Regions from separate parts of the Gossypium hirsutum genome. Here regions 1 and 2 are each linked to region 3. A link is a contact called in public Hi-C data. All regions are on one chromosome and are shown on one strand. The core of a region is the stretch at or near the end of the contact, and the rest is flanking DNA. Distances in the headings are between cores, read along the strand shown.

Region 1 (3,293 bases), core at 579-3,078, 940 kb after region 3:
TGACAAGCACACAAGAACCCATCAAAGCCAACTCTGGGTTCTCCATTAACATCTTATCAGCAATATCCAAATACTCTGTTTTATTCAAAGCCCGAGACAGAGCTTTCAAAACATCACCGTGATTTATCATCGAACTCGATTTATCAAACTTGTTTCTATTCAACTGTTCCTTCAATTTCCTATCAAGTTCTAATCTTTCCCTATCCCATCCACACTTCCACCTCCTTTGATTCTCTTCCCTCTTATTTGCCATGTCCTTATACCTCACCTTCGACCCCTCTCTTCTCTGAAAACGCTCAATCACTGAACCGTGTCTGCTAAATAATGCCAGAATTTACTTTTCTATGAGCAAAATTCCAAAATAAAAGACCTTTAGTCATACCAGAAAAAGAAAAAAAAAGGAACTTACACGAGCCAGCCAGTGCTGCTAAAAGTATGGAAAATGAAGCACCTTTCGCGACCATCTTCCTCTGATGATGGACGGAAAATGGGGAGTGTTGAAGGAAGCAGCTTTCATGGCAGAAACTTCGAGATGAGGATTTAAAATAGGGAAAGGGGAAAGGGGAGAAGAAGCTGTGTTTTTCCGGAAAATGTCTTACCAAATTCAAAAGGGTAAGACATTTTCCTAAAAAAAGACCCCATTCTCCCAACTTATGTAAAATATTTTACCGTAGGAAATTATTTTCACCCAACCAAACACCAGAAAAACCTGAAAAGCTTTTACGGAAAAGCTTTTACAAATTACCAAACGGAGCCTAAGTGTTAAAAATGCTCCAAAAAAAATAAAAGGCCAAAGTGACCAAACAGCCAAACATTAGGGGCTATTTTTGGCATTACGTCAATGTAATTTATTGTTCCTTGCAAAACAAGGTTGGAGGTTAGTTACGTTTCCAAATTCTTTACTTGCTTGTACGTTAAAACCTAAATACCATCCAACGACGTACTTCTTAAAAGCAAGGTTGAGGAATCTACCTTCTTTTACTTGGAAGAGTATATGGGCGACAAAAGGATTTCTCTAAGGATTTTTTGAGTTGGATTACCTGGTTGTTTGAAAATAATTCCTTGAATCAGTGTCGTATTTTTGTTTTCGGATTGTGGGCGATATGACCAACAAGAAACAGATGGGTGCATAAGAGAAAAAAAAATAACGGCATTAGAAACAGCAGATTTTGTAAGAAACTATTTGAGTGAATTGGACGGGCTGAAGATATACTTACTTGTCAAACCGAGGGAGGTAGGGAGGTGGAAACCACCAGAGATTCCCTTTGTGAAAATCAACTTTGATATCGCAACAATAAGGAGGAACATAGGTCTTGCTTTGGGATCGTTGTACGGGATTCAAAGGGGTCTAGGGTTATTAAAATGTGGGTTCTCCTTCGATTTTTGTTCCAGAGGCTATTGCATGTGTTCAAAGGCTTCAAATGGGGATGGATTTGGGGGTTATGGCTATAGAGGTAAAGGGGGATGCTCTATCAGTAATAAAAAAAAAACTACAAATGAAAGAGGAAGATAAATTGGAGATCGGTGCTATCATTAAAGACTGTTTACAGTTAAGTCAGGATTTCTAGATATGCAAGTTTCTATATGGCAAAGAAATGAAAAATGAAGTGGCAAATCTGTTGGCAAAAGGTTTAAGAAATGGAGAACGTAGAAACGAAAATGGAAGAGTACCTGATTACGCAGTGGAGATGGTGGAAAGAGACCATCCAAGGAGTGGGCTATCTTGTAATGGGAGTCGTTCTAGTTCTGTTTTTGCTGAAGTTGTAGGTTTTCGGGAAAATGAAGAGGAAAGGGGATTTCGGGAAAATGAAGAGTTTGTAGGTTAATGGGATTTAACTTATGTTGCCTCAGGTAATGATTTTACTGGGTCTGGGTCGAATCTTTCGGCCTTTCTATGTATTTTGGATTATTTTGTTTTGGGCTTTGTTTTCCAATAAATCCAACTATATTCATTCCAACTATATTCATTCAAAAAATAAACTTAAAAAGTTAGGTGAAATTAAAATTTAATTTTAATTATTCGAATAATAATTTTAAATTAATTCAAATGCTTGTGATTAAAAATCATTGACATTGCCAATAATACCTTAGTTTAATAGGAAAAATACACAAAAACTTTAAAATTTTGAAATTCAAATCTTATCATGTAATAAATTCTTTTCAATTTTTTTTATTTGTTAATTTTTATTTTCAAATATATTTTGATTATTAATCAGTTAGTTCATTTTAATAATTGATTATAACTGTCCACGTTTGGGTAGACTATTATAATTGCATTTGTAACTTATTAAAACAATAAATAAAAAAATCCCATCTCTACCATCCCTAGATACAAAACCATGTCAAATTTAGAAAGAAAGTAATAGTCATTTACATACATATATAGTAAGATAAAACTAAAAAGTGGTTTACAAAGTATTTATATCTATGATTCTGTATTGAGAATTATGTATTTGACATGGAATTAAGAAGGGAAAATAGGTTATTATGAAATGGATCAGAGAGGTGCTCAACTAGGTTCTGAACTGGACCTTTACCTGTCAAAGCTGCTTGGAAATAAAAGCCTAACCAAGCAACCATGGCTAGCCTCCCATTTTTAATCTCCTTCACCTTCAGCTCCTCAAAAGCTACTGGGTCTTTTGACAGCTTCAATGGGTCAAATAAAACTCCTCCCGGGTAATTAATATCGCCTGGCAAGTAAATCCCCAGAGGCTCCAATGCCTCTATCCCGCAATATCTTGCATACTCTGGTCCAACCTATATTGCAATCAAATAGTAACCAACAAAACCTCCAATTATTGAAACATTAAATCTTTGCTTGGTAGAGCGGAAAAAAAATTAGAAAGATAAAAAATTGAAGGGTAGGAAAATAAAAAGATCAAAAATATAATTTTTCTTTCCATAGATGTACTTGGTAGGAAAGATGAAAAAATAGAATCAACAAAGTAATTTTCCTTCCGTCATTTGCTTAGTAGACTTGAAAAATGAAATGGAAAAAAATAAAACATTTAAAAAATGCATAAGTTTAAACTAACATTCACATCTCTCTCTTATTTTCTCTCCTCTCATCATTCCAATATGAAAGAATTGGTTTTTATACATTAGAAAGAATTGGTTTTTATACATTAGAATGAAAAATAATCATCTCTCCTATTTCCTTTTTCTCACCTTTCTTTCCAACTAAACACACTCAAAATTTGTTTTCTTTCGACATTTCCACCCAACCAAGCACACCTTAAGTGTAAATGAAAATAAAAATAAAATTGCACAATCCTTAACAGTCTCTCTTTTCC
Region 2 (3,443 bases), core at 913-3,412, 520 kb after region 3:
TTTGTTAGTGGGTTGCCTTTGACGCTTACTAAGAAAGATTCAGTTTGGGTTATAGTGGATTGACTGACCAAGTTAGTCCATTTTCTATCTGTCCTTACTGATTATTCCCTACATAAGTTGGCGAGGGTGTATATTTCAAAGATTGTGAGACTTCATGGTGTATCGTTGTCCATTATTTATGATCGAGACCCTTGATTCACATCTTGATTTTGGAAAAAGTTGCATAAGGCTTTGGGGACACGATTGAATTTTAGTTTAGCTTTTCATCCATAGTCTGATGGGCAATCTAAGTAGGTTATACAGATTTTAAATGATATGTTGAGGGGTTGTCTAATAGACTTCAGTGGCATTTGGAAGGAACACTTGTTGTTGGCTGAGTTTGTGTATAATAACAGTTTTTAATCGAGCATTCAGATAAGCATTATATGTTCACAAATGTCGTACACCTATATGTTGGGCTGAGTTAGGAGAGAATAAGATATTGGGTCTAGATTTGGTGCAAGAGGCTAAGAATGTAGTGAAGCTGATTCAAAATCGCTTGAGAGTAGCATTTGACTGACAGAAGTCCTACGCCGACTTAAGGTGAAAAGACGTTGAGTTCAATGTTGGGACTAAGTCTTCCTAAAGGTTTCACCATGGAAGAAAATATTGAGATTTAGACATAAAGGCAAGTTGAGTCTGAGGTTCATTGGGTTATATAAAGTTCTTAAGAGGATTAGACCAGTGGCTTATCAATTAGAGTTACCTCCGGAACTGGATCACATACATGATGTATTTCATGTGTCTATGTTGAGGAGATACCGTTTTGATCCTTCGCATGTGATTTCAATTGATGAGGTTGAGGTGAGACCCAATTTGACTTATGAGCAAGAGTTGTACAAATTTTAAACCGTGAAGTCAGGAAATTGAGGAAGACGCAGATTCCTTTAGTGAAAGTTTTGTAGCAGAATCATGGTGATAGCAAAGCCACTTGGGAACTCGAAGAGACTATGCGTCAAACAATATCATCACTTGTTTGGATTAAGTAAATTTCAAGGACAAAATTTTCTTTAAGGGGGTAGAGTTGTCACGCCCTAGAATTTATTTACTAAATTGTGCAAATTTGTAACATAAGGAAAAAATGGTTTTATGGTTTAGTGTGTTAATTAATTGCTAAAGGTCTCATGTTTGAATTTCCCTATACTTTTTTAGTTATTTTTCTCATCCTAGCTGTTACGAATTGTATTTGGATATTGGGATTTTAATTTCTTTTTATCTTGGACTTGAGATTCGAGTTATAATTAGTTTATTTTGAGTTTGAGATTATGATGAGTATCTTATTTGAATTTGGGTTTAGTATAATATATTTGTATTTCGGACTAAATATTTTAGAATACAAGTATTAGGTTTATAAATTTAATAAGAAAGATAAAAATTATTCAATTGTCTATATAATACAATAATGAGTAATAAAAGATATTTTTGTTAATTCGTATAATATAATAGAATAATAAATTTTATAGACAATAAGCATTTTAATTATTTTATATAAAAGAACTCTATTATATATAAAATTTATGTTTTTTACGAGTCAAATTTGAATTGCGTTGTAATTGTATAAAAGTAAAATGAATTATTATATTCGAAATTAAAATATTATAACTTATAAAATTCAAAATTATTTGAACATCACAACCTGCCTAACCCTATCCAAGCCGAAATTTGAAAAAAACAAAACTTGAAAAAATCTGAATTTGAAAGGGTCTGAACTAAAAAAAATCCATATCTAAAGTAAATCCAATCTAAACTTACCTGTATTTCAATTCTACTATTAACTATTTATTTCATTAAAAAACTTTAAATAATGACCTGATTATTGTTTTTGTTGATATTTATTTACTTCCAAAAGCTGTAATTTTTCAACAAATTAAATACATAATTACAAAATTTAATCTTCTACAGTATAAGCAAACTTGAATTGGTGTCTTCAAATGCTAACCATTACTCTAGAGCTGCTTTTCCCGTATTTAAGGGAAAAAAAACTGAGGCCACATATATATTTTGGGGCTAAGATTAGGGTCTGGGCTAAAAAATAGATCCCACAAAATTTGGACCCACAGATGATGACGTGGATGAAATCGGCCCTCCGAGTACCCAAATAAAAGTTTCCGTTAGTTTCGATACCAGCCTTATCTGCCCAATCCTTTCATTTCTCTTTTTCCTTTCACTCGCTGAACTGAGAAAGGAAAGGAGAAATGGAGATGGCAATTAGCTTCCATAACTCTTCCTTCAAATCTCCTTTCATTAACTCTAGCTCTAACCCTAAGCCTAAATTTCTATTTCCCACGCAGCTTTCCGGTCTCATCTCTTCTCCACTTTCTTCCTTCAACTCCAAAAGGACATGTCTCAAATTTGGTTCTAGGACTTTCACTAAACCGGTCAAGTGCTCTGTTTCTCAGGCGGCTCAACCTGCAATCGGTATTTTATTTCTTGTTTAGTTTTAAGTTGGTTTTTTTTGTTCTCTGAGTTCCTTTTTATTATTATTTTAAAGTTTGTGGTTGATTACTAGAGAAGAGGAGTCAGTTAAAGAGGCGAAGCGATATAAGGAACATAGCAATCGTGGCGCATGTTGACCATGGAAAGACTACTTTGGTGGATGCAATGTTGAAACAGTCAAAGGTGAACGAATGTGGTTTCTATCCGCTTAAGTCGTTCATAATTGTTTCAGTTTCTTTATGTATTGTTTCTTTTCTGTTTGCTTTGTGCCTATTTATTATTCTAATTTCTGAATTTGGATCGGGATAAGAGTTTTGTTTCGTGCCATTAGAGTTGCAGTGAAGACTACTCTTAGATTAAATTTATTTCAGTTTAGTCTAAAATACTCATTTTTTTGGGCGCTTTCATTTAAGCTAAAAGTTGGAGTTGAAAACCCTTGTTTGGCCTAGCTTTGATGATATATACATGAATGGGTTGAAGTTTATTAATGACAATTCAATAAAGCTGTCAATTTCAATCTCAAAAGATTACTCAATTCGTGACAATTCAAACAAGCTGTCAATTTTTAAGCTCAAAAGATTAGTTAATTTGTGACTATTTGGATTGAATCCAGGCACTTTGTATCACTCGATTTTGAGTCCGAGAGCTCAAGTTATGACTATTTTACTAAACACAACGCGAACAAAATTTTTGGACTTGATTATTGCTGGAATTTACGAGTTTTGGATTTTAATTCGAGTTTAAATCATATTGGGTTCAATTTTTAGGCTTAATTTTCATGATATATGAGTCCAATGTTGTATATATTAGGTTTTATTATTTTACTATTTATTTATATCGAACTTTAGGCTATTTTACTTCTTGTGAACTTCCAATTTACTAGGGTTCAACCTTAGGGGTTGATTAGAGCCATTAATTGAATTTGTTGAGGTTTATGTCTCAAAGGATTGATAAATGACATGAGAGCT
Region 3 (3,467 bases), core at 396-2,895:
ATTCAGTGTCCACCTACCGATATAGAAAAAATAAAACAATTATTACCATCAAAATGTTCAGATAGTTTTTATGCAACCACAAGCAGAGAAATTTATAACGAACAGAAAATATCATCAAAGGATCTTAAGTTTTCAAAAATACCAACCTCAAGAAACCAAATGCAATCATCCAGGGTGGAACCCCGAATGCTAATCATTATACGATCTTCATTTAAAAGAATGGCAGAATGGCCCTTACATGTCTTCGGTTTTGTTCCCAGGACTGTAGGAATCACCCTGAAAATGTTACCATAAACAATTAATTTGTAACTCTAAACTGAAACCAAAGAGGAAGAAATTGTGTTAGCCACAAACTAACCATTTCCCAGTAGATTTGTCATAAATCTGAATTCCAACAGATGATGCGGAATCACAGTTTGCCCCACCAATTACAAACTGCCAATAGAAAATCCACACAAATCTTCAATCAGATAAAGGTGATTGAACAACTCACGTAATAGACAACAAAGAGAAGCACTTTATGACAAAAGAACACCAAATTAGGCATTAAAGTATCATACTGTTTTGTCACCAACGTCGGTGAAGGTCTCAAAGCCTTTGGATTTTAAGCCAAATCCGGTTGAAAATCCATTTTGTAGATTATCAACAAAGAATGCTGGGGCTTCTCCCTGATGACCAATAACCAAAATAAATCAAATCACAATTAAGCCACTTTTTCCACCTTTGCTAAACCATAAAACTCAATAGCCTGCTAGTATCCCTTTCTTTTCCTGAGAAAATAAAAATGAAAACCAATTTTCACCCGAATATATCTATATATAAAAAGATGATAGGCTCACCATGGGGAACCAATGCCTCCAAAACAAGATTCCCCCTGATCAATACACATGGAGAGATAAGAGATCAAATAAAAGGAACTCATATTTTTGGGATCTACCAAACAATAAAAGAAGGAATCACGGATGGCATTGAATCAATACAAATTACATGTCAAACAAGAAACCATAATCGAAGGTAAAAGGGAACCATTTTTTACAGGTATAACAACTAATTAGATTTCTGAAACCAAAACCCAGATTCCAATCTAGCATTACAATCCAAAACATAAAAGTATGAACAGACAGGAAAAAACAACCAGAAATCAGATACAAGCTAAAATAATAAAATTTCAGTTGGGTTTTACGTCAAATTTCAAACAACCCAGGTCTCAAAAACGAGAGATAGAGAGAATAAACTTCAAAAAAAAAAAAAGAACACCAGATGCAATAACATGGCTAAAAAATAAATATAGGCGAAAAAAGGCTCGAAAAGAACGAAACAGATTGGTTAAACACCAAATTCATACCTTTGATAAGAGAAGAAAAAAAAAACAAGTTTATATTGGCTAGGCGGAGGATATTTCCCAAAAGGGATAGTATTATTAGAAAAAAGAATAGGAAGAAAAATGGGTATGTTTCAGCTTTGCGATATTCGTTTGGCCGAGTATTGGGAGTTAAATCAGATCAAAACATGGGATTCGGAAAGGAGAAGAATTGCAAGGAAACCTGAAATCCAATCACTCTTTTTATTTTGGTGAAGAGAAAGAGAGAGAGAGAGGTAGGCTTTTCTCTTTTTCGGTTGCATTCAATTAACGAAAACAAGAAGACCCCGTTGGCCCGGCTCTCATTTTCATACGAGGCTGTTGGGAAGCTTCACTTTTTTTTTTTCCAAAAATAAAAAAACAATTTGTTTAATACTAGGAATAGTAAGTTTTCTTTCTTTCTTTTTTTCTTATTATTATTTAATTCGTTCTGTTCTTTTAATGGCTCTTTTCTAGGGGAAATTTATTTATTTATTATATAAAAAAAGGGAAAAGAACAAAAGAATTAGAAGGCTTTGGCTTAGTCGTAAAGCGGTCATAGGTTAAGATAACCATTTTACCAAATAAATGGCAGGGGCAGCATCAAAGGGGGTTCGGAGCGGCCAAGGCTCCCTTAATTGGAAAAATATTACATTTGCATATTTATTTTTTATAAAATTCTTAAAAAGAGTATATGATCAAATTCAATTTTGGTCTAAAAAGTGATAAATTTTTAATTTAATTTATTAAAAATTATAAAAATATAAGTTAATACAATGATGAAATTGCATTTAGCTCTAAAAAAATGCATATTTATATTCCGGCTCCTCTAAAACTAATTTCTAGTTTCGCCTCTAGGTTATGGCAACTTCAATTCTCTTGAGTGAAGAGGAAGACGAACTAAAGCGTAGTAGCAAAAAGGTCAAGCATGACCAAAATCCAAGTCCTCAAATAGTTCCTCGACCATTTCTATCCTACAATGATTCATTAATGGTGTAATGACATTAAAATCACTATGTTATAAAAGTGACACTAATTTGAGATCCTGCATAATGAATTTCTTTGTATAGTGAGATGAGGTATATAATCAATAAAAGAGAAGGTTGATGCGTGTCAAAAGAAGTTAAATCAAGAAAGATGACGTGATATATTAATTTAAAAAAAGGACTAAATCACAAAGAGTGAAAAATGTTGGGGCTAAAGTATAAATATTTAAAATTTGTAGGGTTAAAATATAAATAGAAAAAGATGGACCAAAAGTGAAAATACCCTAAAGGCGAAAATGAGCCAAATGAAAATATAAAATTTTACTTGGGGCAAAATAGTCATTTTGTAAGAAAGATCATTTTGGAAAAATTACTAAAATTCCCTTAAAAGTGTAGATGAAATTTTAGCCATTGGATTTGCTTAATTAATTATGAAGTAGGAAATATGGGCCCTTAGATCAAAATGATGATGTTGGTGCGGTTTTATAGTATTTAATTATTATGTTAATAATATTTTATTAATATTTTATAATTTAAAGTGAATTTAAAAGGAAGAAAGATGAAGAAAGTTTTTCATACTTTCCATTTGCTTCCAACTTGTATGAGAAATGGAGAAGAAAAAAACTTTTTTTTCTACAATTTAGTCCTTTTTTTGTAAGGTTTATTGTTTTCACCCAAAATTAGTTAGAATTTCCATAGCCACCAAAAAGAAAAAGTGAATTAGAGATCCTAGAGAGTTTGATTGTCATATTGGAAGTAAGAAATTGGAGTTGGAAGTGGATAAAGTTGAGAAGAAAGTGAAAAGATTAAAAAGACAAGTGAGAAAGAAAAGAAAGTGATGGAAATATTATAGACAAAGGAAAAGACGTGACAAAAGTGTGAAAGAATGAGAAGAGAAAGTGAAATCTAGCAAAAGAAAGGTAAGTACTCATATGAGCTTTATTTATTTTCCAAAGGATTAATTTGAAATATGTATAAATTAAGTGTAGTGAATAAAAATTTAGTTGAAAACAATGTTAGTATTAAAGTATTAATGAAAAGTAATATTTAGAAATTATAAGAATCAAAGAGAGAAAAATCAAATATTATGAGACATGAAAAGTGATAGTGGAAAATAAACTTGAAGTGTACATAAAGAAATA

Evidence for each region. Hi-C and Micro-C count contacts between places; a contact is called where the count stands out from the background.
Region 1: a contact with region 3 is called in a Hi-C map of leaf, with 2.6 times the contacts expected there. The contact joins the promoter of LOC107951819 here to the promoter of LOC107951632 in region 3. A contact is called at or near these places in 4 of 34 Hi-C or Micro-C datasets (callus and leaf).
Region 2: a Hi-C map of leaf shows a contact between it and region 3, with 2.7 times the contacts expected there. The contact joins the promoter of LOC107939239 here to the promoter of LOC107951632 in region 3. A contact is called at or near these places in 3 of 34 Hi-C or Micro-C datasets (callus and leaf).

Annotation. Positions count from the first base shown.
Region 1 is chrA02:72,903,626-72,906,918 of Gossypium_hirsutum_v2.1, forward strand. LOC107951819 (probable protein phosphatase 2C 4) reads right to left here and starts at 1,829. Exons shown (of 6, transcript XM_041087185.1): 1 at 1,672-1,829; 2 at 1,041-1,446; 3 at 410-510; 4 at 1-314. The coding sequence starts at 253. It overlaps LOC107952373 (chlorophyll a-b binding protein 7, chloroplastic), which reads right to left. Exons shown (of 9, transcript XM_041087136.1): 9 at 2,331-2,757. The coding sequence ends at 2,446.
Region 2 is chrA02:72,485,497-72,488,939 of Gossypium_hirsutum_v2.1, forward strand. LOC107939239 (putative elongation factor TypA-like SVR3, chloroplastic) reads left to right here and starts at 2,163. Exons shown (of 14, transcript XM_016872540.2): 1 at 2,163-2,457; 2 at 2,549-2,658. The coding sequence starts at 2,235.
Region 3 is chrA02:71,966,623-71,970,089 of Gossypium_hirsutum_v2.1, forward strand. It overlaps LOC107951632 (guanylate kinase 2), which reads right to left and starts at 1,646. Exons shown (of 11, transcript XM_041087260.1): 1 at 1,346-1,646; 2 at 840-874; 3 at 561-668; 4 at 359-435; 5 at 147-276; 6 at 1-13. The coding sequence starts at 842.